5 separate regions of the Mus musculus genome follow, and regions 2, 3, 4 and 5 are each linked to region 1. The links are chromatin contacts, called in public HiChIP or PLAC-seq, Micro-C and promoter capture Hi-C maps. All regions are on one chromosome and are shown on one strand. Each heading gives the region's core, a stretch centred on a gene start, on an enhancer-like site or on the middle of the called end of the contact. The rest is flanking DNA. Distances are from core to core; before and after follow the strand shown. Region 1 holds the start of Rabep1 (rabaptin, RAB GTPase binding effector protein 1). Region 2 holds the start of Med11 (mediator complex subunit 11). Region 3 holds the start of Tm4sf5 (transmembrane 4 superfamily member 5). Region 4 holds the start of Pld2 (phospholipase D2). Region 5 holds the start of Mink1 (misshapen-like kinase 1 (zebrafish)).

What was found. Hi-C and Micro-C count contacts between places; a contact is called where the count stands out from the background. HiChIP or PLAC-seq counts read pairs in DNA pulled down with a chosen protein or histone mark. Capture Hi-C pulls out chosen DNA fragments and counts their contacts.
Region 2: a contact with region 1 is called in a promoter capture Hi-C map of adipose tissue. The contact joins the promoter of Med11 here to the promoter of Rabep1 in region 1. A contact is called at or near these places in 9 of 39 promoter capture datasets (3T3-L1-derived adipocytes, cranial neural crest, embryonic stem cells and 6 more), 1 of 484 Hi-C or Micro-C datasets (embryonic stem cells), 3 of 115 datasets of contacts at active chromatin or transcription factors (bone marrow-derived macrophages, pancreatic cancer cells and stem cell-derived neural progenitor cells) and 3 of 9 other capture datasets (adipose tissue, liver and pancreatic islet).
Region 3: a contact with region 1 is called in a promoter capture Hi-C map of liver. The contact joins the promoter of Tm4sf5 here to the promoter of Rabep1 in region 1. A contact is called at or near these places in 13 of 39 promoter capture datasets (the 3T3-L1 cell line, 3T3-L1-derived adipocytes, cranial neural crest and 8 more) and 2 of 9 other capture datasets (adipose tissue and liver).
Region 4: an H3K4me3 HiChIP or PLAC-seq map of embryonic stem cells shows a contact between it and region 1, with 22 read pairs. The contact joins the promoter of Pld2 here to the promoter of Rabep1 in region 1. A contact is called at or near these places in 16 of 39 promoter capture datasets (the 3T3-L1 cell line, the C10 cell line, the HPC-7 cell line and 11 more), 2 of 115 datasets of contacts at active chromatin or transcription factors (bone marrow-derived macrophages and embryonic stem cells) and 1 of 9 other capture datasets (liver).
Region 5: a contact with region 1 is called in a Micro-C map of embryonic stem cells, with 2.2 times the contacts expected there. The contact joins the promoter of Mink1 here to the promoter of Rabep1 in region 1. A contact is called at or near these places in 4 of 39 promoter capture datasets (cranial neural crest, embryonic stem cells and neutrophils), 2 of 484 Hi-C or Micro-C datasets (cortical neurons and embryonic stem cells), 2 of 115 datasets of contacts at active chromatin or transcription factors (bone marrow-derived macrophages and pancreatic cancer cells) and 2 of 9 other capture datasets (adipose tissue and liver).

The regions. Positions count from the first base shown.
Region 1 is chr11:70,843,331-70,846,142 of GRCm38.p6, forward strand. It overlaps Rabep1 (rabaptin, RAB GTPase binding effector protein 1), which reads left to right and starts at 1,431. Exons shown (of 18, transcript NM_019400.3): 1 at 1,431-1,678. The coding sequence starts at 1,645.
Region 2 is chr11:70,450,521-70,453,332 of GRCm38.p6, forward strand. It overlaps Med11 (mediator complex subunit 11), which reads left to right and starts at 1,398. Exons shown (of 3, transcript NM_025397.3): 1 at 1,398-1,543; 2 at 1,688-1,818; 3 at 2,582-2,812. The coding sequence starts at 1,459. The coding sequence ends at 2,719.
Region 3 is chr11:70,503,793-70,506,604 of GRCm38.p6, forward strand. It overlaps Tm4sf5 (transmembrane 4 superfamily member 5), which reads left to right and starts at 1,482. Exons shown (of 5, transcript NM_029360.3): 1 at 1,482-1,712. The coding sequence starts at 1,539.
Region 4 is chr11:70,538,843-70,541,654 of GRCm38.p6, forward strand. Pld2 (phospholipase D2) reads left to right here and starts at 1,430. Exons shown (of 25, transcript NM_008876.3): 1 at 1,430-1,772; 2 at 2,003-2,112; 3 at 2,221-2,351; 4 at 2,455-2,597. The coding sequence starts at 2,004.
Region 5 is chr11:70,561,512-70,564,323 of GRCm38.p6, forward strand. Mink1 (misshapen-like kinase 1 (zebrafish)) reads left to right here and starts at 1,370. Exons shown (of 33, transcript NM_001045964.1): 1 at 1,370-1,615. The coding sequence starts at 1,559.

The DNA of each region.
Region 1 (2,812 bases), core at 181-2,680:
TTAAAAGTCTAAATATAACCCCCCTTCATCTTAGTGGGACCTCAGGCAAAAGTACAAACAGATGACTACCTATTTAAAATTATAAACCATTCCAAAGAACTGTGAACCTTACTAGAGCCTAGTCTTCTACTTTGACTAAAGTCAAACCATTAATGACTATTATGGTTTGAATGTAGGCATCTGCAGTGACTCTGGAGCAGACTTGAGCTTAGAACTTTTAGAATCAGAATAAATGAAGAAGAAAAAGAAAGAAAGAAAGAAAGAAAGAAAGAAAGAAAAAGAAAAAGTAGGACCTAGTAGTGGTCCAACCCTGAAATCTCAGCTTCTCAGGAGGATGAAGCAGGATTGCAGACTCAAGGCTAACCTGGGCCATTTAGGGAGAGGGTGTTTCAAAATTAAAAAAACAGAACAAGAACTATTGCTATAGCTGAGTAGTGGAGTGCTTGCCTACTATGCTTAAGGTTAAATCCCCAGGACTGCAGGAGGGAGAAAAAAAGACTAGCATAGATCCCTGGCCTTTGGGGGTATGTGCACTTGAATAAGCTGGTGAGAGGAGCGTAAGCCCTGGCTGGGCTCCTGGTCTGTTGCTTGTCTTCCTTCTTTCCTCACCTGTCTTGCACCACGAAGGATCTGTGAACACACAGAGCAGCTCAAATGTGTAAGTGCTGTGCCACCTCCTCCAAATGCAGCTGCCCTCTGGCACGTTGAGAAACGTTTACACCCTGTCTTATAGAAAAATGAGAGACTACAGCTTCAGCTACCCAGGGAGGGAATTCTGGGCTCATAGGAAGGCAGGTGGACTTGGTCCTGAAGTGCCAGACTGTGTAGACCCCTTGCCCTAGGAAGGCAGCAAGGTCTGAATGAGGCTGGAAAGGAAAGTCTGGAGTCTCCGTATGGCTCTCTTGCCCAGGCAGAAGGGTGGCACTTTCTCCTGTCAAGAATGCAAGCACTGCGTCTGGCTGTATCTCCAACAGCTTCTCTGGGCTGATCACGTTAAAGTCAAACATAGTCGCTTAATGGAAAAAGTGCATTGGCTTGCACATCTGGGGACCAGACCAAGTTCTGGCCATAACAATTCTTCCTACTTTATATCCTCATTTAAACTTTTCTTAGCCGCTCTACTTTTCAAGGTTATGAGGTTAAGGGACTTTCTCAAGGACACACAACTAGGCAAAGTAGCGGCTGGGTTCGCGTGCACCCAGGGTCTCCTCACTCAGCTTGATATTTTTGTCTGTGTCCTGGGAGCCAAGAGCTTGCACAGTCTTCGTCTTTGCAGCCGCCAGTCTCCAACACCCATAGCTCTCTCATCAGCCTCCCTCTGGCTCCCAGGCCCCGGACCCCTCCTCCCTGGTCTCCCTCCCTCCTGAGGCCCCGCCCCTCCCTTAGGCCAGCGTCACGTGCCGTCCCATCCCCCCGCGCCTGCGCACTGCTTATTTCCCGCTGTCAGGATGAGGAGGCGGAGGTCGGCGCTCCGGTCCGTCTCTGCCCGAGGCTGTGGCGGCGCCGGCGGCTCCAGCCTTAGCGGTTCCTCCCTGGGCGGCGGTGGCCGCGGCTCGGTCGACGCCTCCTCCGCCAGCTGAGCCCGCGGCATCCCGGGACGCCGCTTCCCCGCCCATCCCCGTTCTCCGAGGCCGCCCACTGGCCATGGCGCAGCCGGGCCCGGCTCCCCAGCCTGACGGTGAGGCGCCCACCATGGCGGGCGCGGCCTGCCCGGCGCAGCGTCGTGGGGGCCCTTGGGGGCAGGAAGGGCACGCGCGCGGGCCCGGGGGTGACCCACGGACTGGAGGCGGGGGCGCGCGGGCGACGCGTGCTGGGGCAGCCGGGCTGGGGAGGGAGAGGGAGGCGCGCGCGGGCGGCCGCGGGGAAGGGCGTGGGGAGGCTGCAGGGAGGGAGCCGGCGGAGAGGAAGGTGCGGTGGGATCAGCACGTGGGTTCCTCGGGTGGGGAGGATGGAAATGGAGAGCATGTGCTATATTCCTTAAAGAAAACGCGAGCCCTCGCCTTGGTAGTGGCCGTGTGCCCTCTCGCCCCACCTCCGCTCCCGCCTCCTCAGGCCACGCTCCAGCGCTCTTTGCACCGGACTTGTAAAAGTAACTGTGATCCTAAGCATTGGGTAGCATTCTTTTGAGTGGTTGTGTTGCTTCATGGTAAGGCCGGGCTCATATCTTAGTCTCTTAGGGCCTCAGTTTCTGACGAACGAAGAGCGCTTGATTCATGTCTCTTTATCGAGAAAGATGGGCAAGTCTTGGGCCAGGCGATAAAGATGGCAACGTTCATCTGTAAAAGGATAGTTTAGTATTATTTCGAGAGTGTTAGGGATGAAAAGGTGCTCGAGTGGGCCGAAATCGAGGAGTCAATCGTCTTCTCCATTCCGTCTCTACCGTTCAAGCGATGGGGTCTCACTTTGTGGACCATGATGACCTGAAACTCCTGAGCTATCCTGCCTCAGTTTCCTGAGTAGCCAAGACTTAGACGTGCAGGACAGACTGTCTTAATAATGCTCATATTGGAAGAAAAAAAGGGCCTTGTTCTAAATAAGCCATGATGGTTATTAGAACCCTTTATGACCTTTAAACCGACTGAGCTCTGCCCCAGAGTTTTGACCACATTGTTTCAGGTGTTGTTGTCGTCAACCGGGAGTTATGTTTGGAAAGAATGTGCTCCGTCCTTGGCAAGATCTTACTGTATCTAGTTGGGAAAGTTCTTTCAGGTGTACTTTTCTAATTGGCTTTTGTGCTTAGCATCTTTACCTGTAAGTAGAATGTTGGGATGTGGTGGTTGGCTCAGGAGGTTCTTGGCCTTTTCCAAGAGTA
Region 2 (2,812 bases), core at 148-2,647, 390 kb before region 1:
GTTCAATTCCCAGCAACCACACAGTACCTCAAAACTGCCTACAGCTCCAGTTCTAAACAATCCAATGTCCTCTCTAACCTCCATGAGCAATGCATGCACATCACTCACAGACACACATACAGATACAAAATACCCTTACTCACCAAATTAAATAAATAAATCTTGGTGGGCAGTGGTGATGCACACCTTTAATCCCAGTACTCAGGAGACAGAGGCAGGCGGATCTTGGTGAGTTCGAGGACAGCCTGACCTACAGAGCAAGTTCCAAGACAACCAGGGCTACAAAGAGAAACCTTGTCTCAAAAAAACCAAATAAAATAAAATAAGCTAACAAACACCATTGAGTGAGAGAACATTTCATTTATCTCTATATCCATAGAGCCTAGCACACCTAATTGATAATCAAAGACAGAAAGGTCGAGGGAAGGAACCAGGACATGAGAATGAGCTGGGCTCAGGATCAGGAAGAAGCCTTAGGCACGGAGAATGTCATGCTTTCCTTGGGAGAGGTTGGCCACCAAAGAGCCCATGACTACCCAGTATGGAGGAACCCACTTGAACTCCCACTGTCATCACCTGGCCCAGGGCCAATGCTTAATAATAAATTCTTATAAATTCAGTAAGTCAGACAGTTAACTAAATCAGAGAGGTCTGAGTGGCTTTGGGCCACAGGGCTGTTTCAGTGGTGGCTCATATCTTTAATCCCAGTATTTAGGGAGGCAGAGGCAGTGATACTCAATTTGTGGGGAAGGGGGTGAGGGGAAGACTAGTGCCCAAGTCATGTCTGGCCACCCTTCTTTAATAAGCCAATTAAAAATGGAAAGTTAAAAAAGGAGACGTATCCAATGTGGCCACATTGGGAAGAGTGACAAAGAGATCCGGCAAGCCCCCTCAAGTCAGTCTTCAGGGTGCTAACGCAACATCAAAGTTTAAATAGAGCAAGGTTGTGCACATCTAAGTACCCCACCCCCACCCGCACCCCCACCCTCAGTCAAGGTGTGTGGTCACACCCATCACTGACTATTCATTATCTGGGCTTCAGTCTCATCCTGTAAAGTGGTCTGACAAGTTGTTAGAACTGTGTAAAATCTCTTTCTGGAAGACAAGTTCTGATAGTCAAGACTGAAGAGATACAAGTATCTCTTTAAACTATCTTCATTTTTGACAGACCTATTACACCAGAGGATCTCTATGAGTTCCAGGCCAACTTGGTCTAAACTGAGATCCTGTCAGAAAACAAGTCAATAACCGCCTCTTTCCACCCCTGTCTGGCCTGGCATTAGCGCCCTGGCAGTCAGACTAGACCAGGTAGACTCGGAAGGGCGAGGCCGCGCTGAGCATCCTGGGAATTGTAGTGTTCGCTGCAGTGGCCTCTGCGCAGGCGCACATTAACAGGCATTTCCGGGCTGTGGCGCCACACCTCGCAAAAGACGGCCTGTGGGGCTTTCCACTGGAACGATGGCTACCTACAGTCTGGCGAACGAGCGGCTGCGCGCCCTGGAGGATATCGAGCGTGAAATCGGCGCCATCCTCCAGAACGCAGGTTCGGGAAGCGAGGGGCAGACGGCAAGGGGTGAAGACCAGCCCGGGACTCTGCGTGCAGTTGGGGCGGGACCTGAATGCTAGCCTTAGGGCGGGGCTGAGTCTGAAGCCTGGGTCTGACATCGCCCTCTCCCCGCCCTGGCAGGAACGGCGATCCTGGAACTGTCCAAGGAAAAGACTAACGAGCGGCTCCTCGACCGGCAGGCGGCAGCCTTCACCACTTCTGTGCAGCACGTGGAGGCAGAGCTATCCGCTCAAATCCGCTACCTCACTCAGGTGGGTGTGTCTAGAAGGTGCTGGGCGGGGACCCCAGCTCTGAACCAACGCCCTAGCCTTGGGGATTCCCTGAGCTTTAGCTAGGTAAGACTGCCTCTTACGCGATAGGTACTTTCATTTCAGGGCTGGTTTAGTCCTCTAAAAGGAAAGGATTAAAAATGTCTAGGGTGTATAAACAATACCCTAGGCATACCAGCTGGCACAGGCCGGTATTCTGAGCTACTTAAGTGCCTGAGGCTGGAAGATCACAAGTTCAAAACTTGTCTGGGCAATTCAGACCCAGTAGGTCAGAAAGAGAGTTGGAGCTCTGTGTTAGAGCACTTACCTACCATAAAGAGGCCCAGGTACTGAAATAAATAAATAAAAATAAATAAATAAATAAATACTGAAGCTACCGAACGTTGTTCCCAGAAACTTGTGAGGCCATATTTGCTTGGGGACTAAGAAGACAGACATCGCTAAGAGGCTTCCAGAGTCTTTACTCCAGCTGCTACTGTTTACTGACATCTGTGGTGTGCTGGGCATATCCTAAAACTCTAGGAAGTATTCGCTGTGGTCCCTATTTCATAGATGAGGTTCACACAGTGGTTAAGCTTTTTCTTTTTTTTTTTTTTTTGTTGTTGTTGTTGTTGCCTTAGAACACTGAGTTACCAGTCAACTAATGTAGATCAAACTTGGGAAAGATGTGAGACCAGAGAAATAATACTGCCCGGTTGTGGGTGGTAAAGAGAGGCAGTACCCCATTGATTGATCTGACTTGTAGGTGGCCACAGGGCAGCCGCATGAGGGCTCCAGCTACTCTTCCAGGAAGGACTGTCAAATGGCTCTAAAGCGAGTAGACTACGCCCGCCTCAAGATTAGTGATGTGGCGAGAACCTGTGAGCAGATGCTGGAGAACTGAGTTCGGATGATCCAGAGTGTGCCCTGCACCAGAGACCGTAGGATGGGGAGCAGTGCATCATACACGTGCCCTACTGGTCAGGGCAGACGAGGA
Region 3 (2,812 bases), core at 232-2,731, 340 kb before region 1:
TTAAATCACCTGTAATATCAATCCTATGGGATCTAATTTCCTCCTTTAGCTTTTGCAGACCTGAGGCACACAAGTGCTTCACAGATATGCATGTGGGCAAAATACTCACACACATAAAACTGAAATTAAATAGAAAGAAAATGGGACCATCTTGGCTCATATAGCCATCACTGTATCACCAGAGACAGAGTCCACTCTGAGAAACAGAAAAGGGCGCGCAGAAACAAAATTTAAGAGCTGGGCAGTGGTGGCACATACCTTTAATCCCAGCACTCAGGAGGCAGAGGCAGGTGAATCTCTGAGTTCAAGGCCAGGCTGGTCTACAAAGTGAGTTCCAGGACAGCCGGGGCTATACAGAGAACCCTGTCTCGAAAAAAAAAAAACAAAAAAACAAAAAAACAAAAAAAAAGGCAAAATGGAGACTGAATACAAAATGGCTGCAGTTATGTTAAAAGGAGCAGGCCTCAACATGGAGAAAAGGGTTTGTTCAACTTACACTTCCAGATCATAGTCCACCATTGGGGGAATCAGGACTGAAACTCAAGCAGGGCTGGAACCTGGAAGCAGAAGCTTATACACAGGCCACAGGGATGCTTACTGGCTTGCTTCTCATGGCTTGCTCAGCCTGCTTTTCGAGACAGGGTTTCTCTGTGTAGCCCTAGATGTCCTGGAACTCACTCTGTAGACCAGGCTGGCCTCAAACTCAGAAATCCGCCTGCCTCTGCATTCCAAGTGCTGGGATTAAAGGCCTGAGCCACCACTGCCCACTGCTTTTTTTTTTTTTTTTTTAAATAGAACCTGGGATCATCAGCCCAGAGGCGGCACAACCCACCAACAGCTGGGCCCTGCCCCACGATCACTAATTGAGACAATGGATCTCATGGAGGTCTTTTCTCAACTCCTTTCTCTGTGATGTCTCTAACTTGTGTCAATGTAACACACAAAACCATCTAGTACACCCAGGTGGATCTCAAACACACTTTTTCTGAATAGCTCAGTTACTGGGGTGAGCCCTGCCTGACTCCACTGTAGTCTTTTTACTTTCTTTACAGAAAAAGACCTCTCCCTGTGGGACAGAAATCATGGGGCCACCGTACATCTGTCCCACACTTCCTCATTGACAAGGCTTTCTAACCCATCGAATCCTTACAACAGCTCTCTGGGCAAGTGGCTTCAGCCAACCTTTTCCACAGATGGTAACAACTGAGACTTCCAGGGGTGATGGGTTCAGTTGAGTCTTCAAGTAGACAAGGAGGGGCTGTACAAAGGTGTACACAGACCAAGGAGGAAGACGCTGACCCCAGTCACCTTCCCTTGTACAATCAGCTCCCGCAGCGCCTACTGCCACACCCCTCTCTTCACCTCTCCAGCTGCAGCCCCTCCACTTCCTCAGGGCCTCTCTCTTATCATTGCGAGTCTACCAGCCACTCCTCTCCTCAGACCTTTGCTCCAAGCCTCCCACCTGTTTAACTCCGGAGCCTGGCACTTCCTTCCCTGCTCACGTTCACTCCGCTCCTGCCTGTTTGGAAGCCTCAGACATGTGTACTGGAAAGTGTGCGCGCTGCCTGGGGCTCTCCCTCATCCCTCTCTCCCTGGTCTGCATCGTGGCCAACGCCCTCCTGCTGGTACCTGATGGGAAGACCACCTGGACGGACGGCAACCTCAGCTTGCAAGTTTGGCTCATGGGTGGCTTCATTGGAGGGGGCCTGATGGTGAGAATGCTGGAGCGCTAGCCAGGGACCTGGGTACCGAGCTAAGGGACCAGGGATGGAACCGAGAAGAAAAGAGGGGAAAGGACTCGTTTGGCTCTGGATGAAATGGCAAGGGTCTGATGGGGATTAGGGGTCTGTCCATCAGCTCACATATAGTGACCATTCTGTAGAGGGTCCTGGAGGAGCCATAGGGTCCTGAGTTGAGTGTCTGAGGAATGTGGGAAAGGAAGGACTTCTCTACTAGGTGGGAGTAAGTTCTCTGTGCCTCTCCTTGCCTCTACTACTGAACATATGCAAAAAACAAAAAACAAAAAAACACCTCATTATGAGGATAAAGGCTAGTTGTGTGGGAAGTTTCAGGGCAGTGTCATAACGGGCAAGGGTGGGTGCCCAGAGCAACCTCTGCAGCCCAGGTTGATATCTCAGATTAGACACTCCACCAGCCAACTCCATGCTTGCTTTCCCTCTCTTCCATAGCTGTTCCTTCTCAGCCTGTCTGCTAGGATCCCCAGTCTGTACTAAGTTAAGTGCTCAGAATACAATTCTGGACCCAGGTTGTCGGTATTTTAGAGTAAATGTCCCAGTCTTCCTGCAGACTAGGGAGAGAAGAGCCAGGTGTGATAGTGCACGCCCTTGGTCCCAGCAATCCAGAAACAGAGGCAATTGAATCTCCGAGGCTAGCCTGGTCTACTGAGGAAGTTTCAGGGCTACACAGAAAAACCCTTACTTGAAAAAGAAAAAAAAAAAAAGTGAGGAAAAGAAAACCACAAATATTCTATCTAGATTTTCCCCATCTTCCAACTCTCTTCCATTTAGAGAACTTTCTTTTTCATTTTTTTACTTTTTGTTTGTTTATTTAGAAACAACATCCTGATAGTATATCAAGCCAGCGGGGAATCATTTTATAACCCAGTCTGAACTTGAAGTCTTCCTGCCTGAACCTTTCACATACATGCCTGACCATTTGGGGGAACTTTTGACTGGTTAACCCAGTGTAGCATGGGATAAAGACAGAGATCGACCTAGCACGGTTTCCCACCTTTAGCACAACTTGCTTGCTGTTGAACTTCTCTGGGAGAAGTTGCACTTTGGTCCCCTCT
Region 4 (2,812 bases), core at 180-2,679, 300 kb before region 1:
CTGCCATGATCCGGCCTTGATGATAATGAACCTCAGAACCTGTAAGCCAGCCCCAATTAAATGTTGTCCTTATGAGGGTTGCCTTTCATGGTGTCTGTTCACAGCAGTAAAACCCTAACTAAGACAATAGGAAATACAGTTAACGCTGTTAATATTCAGAGATGTACAATTAAGACTGCAGTGGTAAACCTTTCAGACCACTCTAATGGATAACAGGAAGGATCTATGGAATTGAATGTGCACCGTGCTATGGAGCAGCTACAACAGAAGTACCATACACTGGTTTTTAGAAATATAAAATAGAAGAGCCATTTTGGAAAGTTTTTGTATTTAATTGTTTTCTCTATTTTGGCTTTGTGTGTATAAATGTTTTGTGTGTGCAGTGGCCACAGAGGCAAGAAGAGAACATCAGATCCCCTGGGGACTGCTTGGTGAGCAGCCATGTGGGTGCTAGGAATCAGACTCAGGTCCTCAGCTCATGCACAGAGCCATCTCTCCAGCCCCGGGGTTTGTTTTTTCAGCAGTGTTTTGCTGTGTAGCCTCAGCTGGTCTCAATGCCCAAGCTTCACAATACTCTCTCCAATTCTCTGTGCTGCTGAGCTACAAACTGCCAAGCCCAGACCTCGACAGCAAACAGTAAGTTAAACATACACTTATATGACCCAGTAGTTCCACTCTAGTTGTTTACAGAAGAGGAATTAAAATAATAAGTCCACAAAAATGACTGGCACATAAATGTTTATTGGAGGTTCATTTCCAGTGAACAAAACCTAAAACAATTCAAATGATGATTCAGCGGAAATTTGGAAGGGAAAAAAAGGACAGCCTTTAGGATCTGGGGAAAAAAAGTTTTTTCCAGACTGAAATTTACAGGCGATTAGGTTCCAGGTTCCGAAATTGGTCTGTTATTGTCGCTCAGTGTCGGGCTAATCACTCCTGCGTTAAAAGAGCGTTTCAAGAATGAAGAATGCGATTTCTCATACAGCAACGAACTTGGCAGTCACTCGGCTTTTTATGCTCTTATTACCTTCCATCAACAAAGGCTATCTGTACCGGGCCCACCAAGGGGACATCTGCAGGTCCTCGCAACCCAGGCCGTTCTGCCCGGATTCCAGGCAGTGCTGGGGACCAGACTACCCAATGGCCGCGCGCGCGCGCGCGCGCAGTAGAGGAATGTGCACTACGTGGATCGCACACTGGGGGGTGCTGGACATAGCCAGCAGGTGCCCCGAGGGCAGCTGGAGGAAGAAGACAGCCCTGGGGAGTGGGCGGCCTCCGGAGTGGGCGGCCCGGGCCCGGGCGTCTCTAACGCAGGGCGGGCAGAGGACGGCGGGGGCGGGACCCAGTCGACGCGACAGTCGTGGAGGTGAGCCCTGGGGGCCTTCCCGCCCCCCGAGGGCAGGCTCTGAACCCCGGCCCCGCCCCGGCCCTCTGGGGTGTAGGCTCCTGGCTGAGTTCTGCCTGCTTGCGAACCCGCACGGGCGCCGGGGTCCGCATCCAGGGTGCGGGGGCCCGGGACGTGGCGCGGCTGAGGTCCGGAGCCCCGGGAACCGGGCGGGGACGCTGTCGGGCTGGAGCTGCAACGGCCTTCTGACTCAGCCGCTCGTCCAGATTTCGGGATCTCTCTCCTGGGCGGGGAGCGCGCAACTTCCTCATTCCCGCCCGGACCCTTGCTTCCAGCCAGTCTGACCTGACTTCGAGCCTCGCTGTCACCAGGGCTCCTCCCTTGGACTTAACCTCGCCCCAGTTCGAGGCCATCCCACCTTAGCTAGGTGCTTTTTTGGACCTGAATTTGGAATGAGAAGCGGGGCTGAGAGGCTCTGGTTGAAGGCTGGGGGAGGGAATGGAGGTTGCAGGGGTGGGTGTTAGAGGGGCGTCGGTCTACAACCCTAGACGTTGAGAGTCACTGAGTAAGACGGGAGAGGACCGACCGGGGGCGTTGGATGGGGAAGGGGTGTTTCTGTAGGGCGAGTCCCTTCCTGAGGCTTCCTCATATTCCTAGGATGACTGTAACCCAGAAGAACCTCTTTCCCTATGGGGACTATCTGAACTCCAGCCAGTTGCACATGGAGCCAGATGAGGTTGACACTCTGAGGGAAGGAGAGGATCCAGGTATAGAGGGAGATGGCTCCCAGAGAGGGGAGATAGGGATCTGAGGCCTCCTGAGATCTTTACACCCTTGGGTTGTTTTGTTTTTGTTTTGCTTTTTTCCCCTCCCAGCTGATCGAATGCATCCCTATCTGGCCATCTATGACCTTCAGCCTCTGAAAGCACACCCCTTGGTGTTCGCCCCTGGGGTCCCTGTTATAGCCCAGGTGGTGGGCACCGAAAGATACACCAGCGGATCCAAGGTCAGTCACCAGCGGATACCAGGGAAGGCGAGAGAGGGAGTCCTGGCCCAAGTGGAGGCCTGGGTTGGGCCAGAAGACATATTTTAGATTTTCATATCCCCAGGTGGGAACCTGTACTCTATATTCTGTTCGCTTGACGCATGGTGACTTTACCTGGACAACCAAGAAGAAGTTCCGACACTTTCAGGAGCTGCATCGGGACCTCCAGAGACACAAAGTCTTGATGAGTCTGCTCCCTTTGGCTCGGTGAGTAGAACTCGGTTGCTTCCCGTGAAAGGCAGGTACTTCTCACCCCATGGCAGCCTCACTCACTCCTGTCTGTCTGACTCTTATCCCCTGGGCATTTTCCTTCCTCAGCTCTGTGCCGTGCCCCCTCCCTTGTCCCTGGTTCCCAGGAAACTTTCCCTGCTTGGATCTCCTCCATAGTACTGTGCCAATATTTTAGCCAGGCTGGATGCCCA
Region 5 (2,812 bases), core at 120-2,619, 280 kb before region 1:
AGCAGAATCTTGAAAGTCTTTGATATCACTACCCACAAGGCAGTGGGAGTCATCAAACGGTGTTTTTTTTTTTTTTTTTTTTTTTTCTCATTTTGTTTTTTTTTTTTTTCCCCCTGTCATTTTATAGTCCAGGCTAATAGAAAATGTAATCCTCCTGCCTCAGCTTCCTGAATGGTGGGGTTCAGAAAACCGTTTTAAACAGGACAATGATGCCAGATTTAAGTTTTAGAAAAAAAAATCACTTCTGGATAATGAAGAATTTAATCGAAGGTGCCAGGCAGAGAGGCCATGTGGGAAGGCCAAATGGGGATTGTGGCTTGCATATCAGGGGCAAGGTAAATGAGTCAGGAGAGTACCCGGAGCAAGTTTGAATGTGCACCCAAATGTGCCAAGAAGCCTCCAGAGAATTCAAGCTCACCTAAGCAATGTTTATATTCATTTTCAGAGGGAGTGTTAGTGTTGGAAGAGCTCTTGAAAACTCAGAACCTTCTCCCCTCAACTTCATAGAGAAAGAAAAGCCCAGAGGCAAATTTGCTTGCTCAGGGTCAGACAACACATTAGTCAGTGGCAGAACATGTCTGTCTATAGTTACAAAGCCTCACCCATCCTCTAGTGAGACTAACCGGCTGGAGGTGCTGTGCCAACAGGAGTAGATCTGAGGAGCTGGAAAAACATTTGAAGGGATTGGATACAGTTTCTTCTGCTTTACCACTAGCAACTCCAGGGATAGTTCTTTCCTGCAGAACACTGTGCTAAGAGAAGCAGATACAGACGTGTGCAGTAGGAGTGCCTATCTGCTCCCAACATCCCCACTCCAGCCTAGAAAGGGAGTAAAGGGCAGACAGTAGCCCCGTCCTTCCCTCCCACGTGGTTTCTCCAGCCAAGTTCTCACGGAGTGGCCCCTCCTTCAGCGGCTCCACTGTTACCATGGCAATTGGGTGGGTGGACAGCACGTCCTATCTAGAGGCCAGCAGCCCTCGCGTGGGGAGTTACCATAACAACCCCCCTAGTAATAGAGGGGGTTGGGTCCCGCCTCCCTTCCCCCGCAAATCGAGAGGTAGGTGGTTTGATTGGCAGCTGGGCACACGAAAGAGGGAAAGGGAAGAAAAGGAGTCAAATAAAGATCAACGAAGGAACTAGAGGAGAGGAGGCAACAATAATAAAAGGGGGAAAAGGAAGGGAAGGTGTATGCGCACGCGCACCAGCGGGTGGTCGCGCTCCTTCCACTCCAGGCTCTAGCGAGACTGGGTCCGCGCTCGCCCTCCGCCCGCTCTCCTGCGCCTGCGCGCAGGTGTCGGCGCCCCGCAGGAGGGGGCGCCCGGCGCGTTCGCGTCACGGTCGGCTCTGCGCGTGCGCAGGGCAGCCGGCGACTCGGGTTGCAGGCGCGCGGGTGAGAGCGCCTGTCAGCCGCTGGGTCGGTCCTCCCGCTGGCCCTCCCCCTCCCCGGCCTTCGGGGCAGGCGCGGTGGAGCCCGCCCCTCGAGTCCCCCGATGGGGGAGAAGCGGCGACGGCGGCAGCGGAGTGAGCGAGCCGGAGCGTGAGTGGCCCCGCGGCGGCCATGGGCGACCCAGCCCCCGCCCGCAGCCTGGACGACATCGACCTGTCTGCCCTGCGGGTGAGCACCACCCCAGCCTCGCGCCCGCGACCCCTGCCCTTACCCCGAGCTCTCGCCGCCCGGGGGTTCGCCCTCTGGAGATTCTGGGAGCCAGTTTGGTCCCCACCCTGTGCTGCCCTCCCCCACACTTGCGTGCCACCCCTACCTTGCTGCTGGGATCCGAGTCCCCTCCTTTATAGGCGTTTGAGGGTCACCTCTGGTGTCCCTAAACACAGCCCTGCATCACCTGCAGAGCCTTTCTTGTGTCCCCCCTCTCTCGGCCCTCATGTCTGCTTCCTCCACCTCCTCTTCTGGCTCCTGGAATTTTGACTTTGCAACTGCCTCAGCCTCCCCCTCATCCCTCGTTTTCTTCCTCGCCTACCCCTAAATTGCAAGTTGGGCGGATTTCACCTCCTCGCTCCACCCCACACACCTCCTACGTCTCCATCCCACGTTCACTTTCCCTATCCCTTTTCTCGTGTTTCAAGTGCAGCTTTTCAGACCCAGGCATTTCCGGTCTCGGGGTCCCTGAATATTACATTACTAACTCTGCAGCCGCGTGGGGCTGGGAGGACAGACAAGTGCACAGTGGGAGGAAGGGAAGCCTGGATTTCCTCGGAAACTCGGGCCGGAAGACGATGTTTACATACATGTACAAGCACACACACACACACACACAAACACACACGCACACACAACACGCTGCCTGAGGTCAGTAGGGAGGGAACTAGTGGGAGTGGAGGCAAAGGAGAGTTGGAGGGAGGGGTTCATTAGGGAAGCGGTTAAGAGGAAACAACTGTGTCAGGAATGCTTTCAAATAACCCATTTATTGTTCCACGTGGGGCACTTACTCTCTCTCCTCCCGGAATTTTCAGTTCAGCATTTGTAAGTGTTCTCTAGCGGGCAGCTTTGTCTTAAGGGCAACATAGAAATTTCAAGGTGAACCATTCCAGACTGTCTCCCAGGTGGTGTTTTGATTCCATGCCCGGTGAGCTTTCCCAACCGGCGGCGTAGGTGTAGCTAGAGCAGGATTCCCCACCTCATGCTTACCTTCTCAGAAGGTCTCTGTACACATTGGCTTCTGGCTTGTAAATTACCCAGGGAAAAGGCAGCCACCTCACAAGTGCCCCGGATATGACTGGAGGGGAGAGAGAATTGAAGAGAGCAGAGTCATGTTGTTAATTGGGTTTCTCTAGGTGACACAGTTTTTTTTTTTTT